2 separate regions of the Muntiacus reevesi genome follow, and region 1 is linked to region 2. The links are chromatin contacts, called in public Hi-C maps. All regions are on one chromosome and are shown on one strand. The core of a region is the stretch at or near the end of the contact, and the rest is flanking DNA. Distances in the headings are between cores, read along the strand shown.

Region 1 (2,700 bases), core at 120-2,619, 140 kb before region 2:
GTTAAAATTAAGAATTAATACTGAGAACTGGAACCGCTGTACTTTAGGAAAGCCCAGAATTAACCATCAGGGGTGTACATTGTCTGACATGCTTTCATATATCCCAAACATACTTCCCAAACCACCATGCTGTAATATTTATCTCTTTTTGTGTGTGTGCATGCAGATATTTGGTTTAACAGAAAAGTTGGGTGATGCCACTGTAGAGTGTAGACAGAACAAACACTTTAAAATTTAAAATACCAGTTAAGTGAAAAACCAGTGAATTGAGAGCAATGATCAAGATATATCATTTCAGTGACATATTCCAAGACAGCTACTAAAGTTTTATAAGAGCTCAGTAATCAAGCATCCCAGGTGAAGACCCGCCTGCCAATGCAGGAGACCTAAGTGAAGAGAGTTTGACCCCTGGGTTGTGAAGATGCCCTGGAGAGGGAGGGCATGGCAACCTACTCGTGTTCTTGCCTGGAGAACCCCATGGACAGAGGAGCCTGGCGGTATTTCAGTAGATATTCCAAGATATCGTATAAACTTACAAAAAAAAAAACACTCACTAATCAGTACAAAAGGGTCAGGGTCTTCCCTCACTAGTGATCTTGGTCTCACCTCTTCCGTGGCACTTTTGTTTCTTTTGAATTCTTCTCTTGCCCAGTCCTTCAGGTATTTGCGATCAGAATCATTTGGAACTTGCCGAATGGCCTGCAAAATCCTTCTGTAGAGGAGGAGAACCTGTTGCCTTCTTACGAACTGCACAGGAGAGGAGAAACCGCAATTACAGCTGCACAATCGTGAGTTCAGTGGGTTCTTTTCTCTTTGGTCCTCAAATTTTTTTTTTTTGGTCCTCAATTTTAAAAAGAGGAAAGAAAACCATTTTTCCCCTTAAGAAAACGGCAAGAAATTTACTTGGACTGTTTACTCCTTTGTCAAATACAGGAACCCTTAAAGGGTACAAGCGACAGAGGAGTCTTTACAGTGCGTCAGCAGGCAACGACGTAGCCGGGCTGGAGAGCAGACCGCTGCCAGCCTCTCGCCTCAGCGAACCGAGAGCGGCCCGCCCCGCGGCGCCTTCCGTCCCGGCGCGAGGCCCCGCCCCCAGCCCCAGCCAATCAGCGGGCGGCGCGCCTCGGGGCTTCCTCCCGTCGTCCCTCAGGCCCGCTCTAGAGGAGGGGTGGAGGGAGCGGTGGAGAATCGAGCTCAGACCCAGAAGTGCTGCCGTGAGAGGCCCGCGAGAACAGCTGGTACCTGCTTGAGCGTCAGCGTCGCTGGGGGCAGGCGGGAGGTGGCCATGTCGTCCCGACAGCGCGGTTCCCCGAAGCCCCGGCGCGCAGGAGCGGAAGTGGGGGTGGCGGGGCGGGGCGAAGCCGGTTTCCTGGGAGACGGCCTGCTGCGCGTGCGCCCCTGAAGAACCCGGCGCTCCATTGGTCCGAAGGGAAGCCCGAGGCAGTTTCGCTTTGTCTTCGCCTGTTTTCCCTCAGAGAAATGGGGTAACGGTTCCTGCGTGCTCGGGTCAGTACACTCTGTAGGCGCTTAGCTTGTATTAACTGGAAGAGGTTAGTGAATCCCTCCTACTTCCGAATTAAAATACGGCCTTAAATGTTCAGTAGTTACCGGCTGGTTCCCTGGGCATCCCTACTTGATTTGCTGACTTGGAATCCTAGCCCTAGTTGTGTACTTGTGTGTGTGTACCCGCCTGTTTTCTCATCTCTAAAGTGAAACGATAGCATCTACCGGAGTTGTCACTGTAGTATTGTATGTAGCGCCCTGAGAACAGATACGAGCTCATGTAAGCACCCTGATGGCCACTACCAGGCATTGTGTGAATAATGGTGATGCCATAACCCACCCTTTTTCAATCCCATGGACTGTAGGCCACCAGGCTCCTCCGTCCCTGTCATTTCCCTGGCAAGAATACCGGGGTGAGTTGCCATTTGCTCCAGGGGATCTTCTTGACTCAAGGATCAAACCCGAGTCTCTTGCATGCAGGCAAAGCCTGAAAACTTGTCTACTAATTAACAATTCACTTTTTTTTCCTTTTAACTATTAGTGAAATATCCCTTGTCACTTTCAGTTACACTTATTTTGTGAATTGTTATGACTTTGGTCCCTTTATGACTACCTAGACTTTTATTCTAATTTTATATGCAGTTTGCCATATTTCAAAAATTTTGATCTTTTTTATATAGCTTTGTCACTACACACTGTCTTTATTTTCTATATTTTGATTCTTTTCAATTTCACCTTCTCTCTTTAATTCTTAAAAAATTTTCATTGCTCATGTTTAAAATATTTACTCCACCTGGAATTTTGTTTTATAGCATATTGGGGATATAAGTTCTTTTCCAGTTGTAAACTATAATTTCAGCACTATTAACCACTCATTCATCTTCCTGGGCTTTGTGATGGTCTTGGTAAATTCTTTTAGGGTCTGAGTAACCCTTACAGCTGTTTCATCCAGGTTTTTGTTGTTTTCATGAAGCAGTAATACTATTCTGTATTATCTTGGAAGTGTCTATTAACCTTCTGTATGACCTTTACAGATGTTTTGTCACTTTCCTTTAGATCATCTTAGAATCTTAATCTATAAAGTAACGTGAGAACAGACATTTTTATACTATTTCTTCTTTTCATCCAGAAACATCCCCTTAAGCCAGACACTGGAAATGCTGTTGTCATATATGCCTTCTGTTTTCAGAATCACTC
Region 2 (2,700 bases), core at 119-2,618:
GTTCAGGAGCCTGTCACCACAAGCTCAGCTCATATAAATTGATTTTTTCATCAGTCCAGCCCATCAAAACTCAGTTTTCTTTCCAGACCTCTCCGTTAATGTTAATGATCCCTTCCTTGGGGGAAATCACAGGCCAGATAACCCCAGGCATATCTTCCACTACTCCCTCCCCTTTGCTATACACGTTCAATTTGTCATCAGATATGCCTCTCCTGTTAGCTCCCGGTCTATCCAGACCCGAAAAAGTGCTGTTTCTTCCTTAGCAATAGGATATATATGTTCCAGATACCGGAGTTAGAAAAAAAAAAAAATTTTTTTTTTCCTCCTACTCTCAAGCTCACAGGTGTGGTGGGGAAACATAAAATAGACAGTTAAAATGCCAGGTGAAAAAAATGTGTGCTAAGGATCCTCAACTCAGATAGCGCGTGGTCAACGAGAGAAGGCTCTTAACAGGCCAGAGCACCCATCTTCCAGAAAACTAATTCATAATCCCTATGGCTTTACGAGTTATGCCCTCGCCGTCTCGCTCTGCCCATCAGTTGTAGTCTGTGCTTATGAGCGTCTCCAAAAATAGACACGAAATACCTGGGGGTCTGAGACCATAACGAGTTTATCTGTATCCGCAAAGTGCCACAACTGTGTCTTACTCCCAGCAGGAATACAATCAATACTTGTCAGTGGGCAGGAAAGTCAGAACAAGGCAGAAAGGAGACATCCATCCAGCCAGGCTAACAGAGGTGGCTGGACCCGGCACGCTTAAGTAATACAAACGTCAAAAGGGCAACCACGCAACCTCAATTATAAAAAAAAAAAAACCCCAAAACCACGCTTTTCTCTGAAGGTCACGTTTGGCGCACACAGCCAGGGTGCTCCAAGGAAATAAATCGGTGGAGAGAAGGGAAGACTCTCCCACAGAAAAACAAAAGGCTCCCTCCAGGCTCCTCAGATGGGCTCGGACGCCTCCGCCACTGACCAGCCTTGGGGAGCGGGCCAGAGTGACAAGACGCCGCTCTCCGGTCCCCTGCGTCTTCGCGCAGGGCCATGGGGCACGCGCCAGGAGGTGGTGGGGCCGACCCAACTCTTTCCCTCCCGCTCCTCCTCTTACCTGCTTGACCAAGAACCTGCCCAGCTCGCTGCGGCTCTTCTCGTTCTTGGCAGCGATTAACCGCAGCGGCGCGGCCGCCACCTCCAGGAAGAGGTGCTCCATGATCACGGGTCCTCCGCCCCGGGCGGCCACCGGCGCTCCTTGCTTCGCGCTAAGAACCCCCAAGCCGCTGAGGTACCCGCGCCGGAACTGCCACCAAATACGTCTCCAGAGAAAGCGGCTGCCGCTGCTCGGCTGGTACCTAGAGAGCGGCGGCGGCAGCACACGTGGGGGGAGCACGCGGCGCTCTGCATCATCAGCCCGCGGCGCTCTGCATCATCAGCCCGCGACCGCGCCGACCGGCGATGGCGGCCCCGCCTCCTCGACACCGGAAACGCGGGCCGGCAGTGTCTATACAGTTCCGGCATAGACTCCTCCAGAACTAGCTTTTGCTGGTGGAGGCTAACGGTTACAGTGATGGGAGATACGGCGACAAAGAGTGGCGTGACAGCAATTCAGGAGAAGCTAGGGGGCCCCTAGGGCCGTGTGCCTACGATCCTCAGCCCGCCATGCCTCCTTCTGCCTCAGCAGGCAAAGAGATCAGCTAGGAATGAAAAGCAGATTTACCTCCTCTAACCCATCAATTCCCCCTTTTAGACGGTTGCCCTGTGGAAATTCACACACAAGTGTAACAAGCATAGATAGCCCTTGCAGCAGTTTTTTTTTTTTTTTTTTATAAATATTGGATATAAGTGTTAAGATGGGTGATAAAAGAAACTTTCACGTGTTGAGATACAGAAAAGTCATTTTGGGTTATATATGAGTTAAGGTGAATTTTATGTTAAGGAAAATAGCCTCTTTGTGGCCTAGCAAACATAAATTGTATATGTGCTTTAATTATTAAAGAGAAGAGCGCACTGACAAGGAGTAAAGAATGTCTATGGTAAAAATAAAGATTAAATGCCTTTCTTTCTGGGAGGCTAATGCTGGTCCTACTTTGATGATAAGACTTCCTTTTCCAAGTGCCAAGGCCATGCGGACTCATATACTTGCTGGTGTGTGTGTGTGTTAAACCTTGATGAACTGTAACCATGCCTTATTTAATGTTCCTTGTTTTGACAAGATATAAAATTGTGCTGGAACCCATGCTTCTCTGGAGCAGCTTCACAGAGTAATCTGGGAAGCTGGCTTCTGGGCTATTCCTTAGTTTGGCTGAAATAAAACTTGTTTCTATTCTCTTATAGATTATTGATTATTTTCATTGACATGGGAATGAAATAAAGAGTGGTATATAAGACACTGAATATTCTGAAGGCACTGTGAAGAGTGGAGTAGAAGAGTACATAAAATTAAAAGTTTATGTCAAATTCATTTATGAACAAGCCAAAATAATGACAAAGTCAGACCAGTGGTTGCTTTTGGGGGTATTGGACTGAGAAGGGCCTAAGGGCACTTCCTAAGGTGATGGAACTATTTCATTATCTTCCCCTGTGTGGTGGATACTCTGATAGATACAAAAGCCGTAATTTGTTTATTTGATTTTTTCTTTAAAATTGAGGATATATGTTGAAGTACTGTGTTCCAAGGTCTTCTCAGGTGGCTCAATGGTAAAGAAT

The links. A called contact is a pair of places that touch in the nucleus more often than the background predicts.
Region 1: a contact with region 2 is called in a Hi-C map of blood, with 2.1 times the contacts expected there. The contact joins the promoter of LYRM2 here to the promoter of MDN1 in region 2. A contact is called at or near these places in 2 of 3 Hi-C or Micro-C datasets (blood and muscle).

Annotation. Positions count from the first base shown.
Region 1 is chr19:56,587,720-56,590,419 of mMunRee1.1, reverse strand. LYRM2 (LYR motif containing 2) reads right to left here and starts at 1,369. Exons shown (of 3, transcript XM_065911706.1): 1 at 1,243-1,369; 2 at 607-747. The coding sequence starts at 1,287.
Region 2 is chr19:56,446,666-56,449,365 of mMunRee1.1, reverse strand. It overlaps MDN1 (midasin AAA ATPase 1), which reads right to left and starts at 1,368. Exons shown (of 102, transcript XM_065911704.1): 1 at 1,106-1,368. The coding sequence starts at 1,207.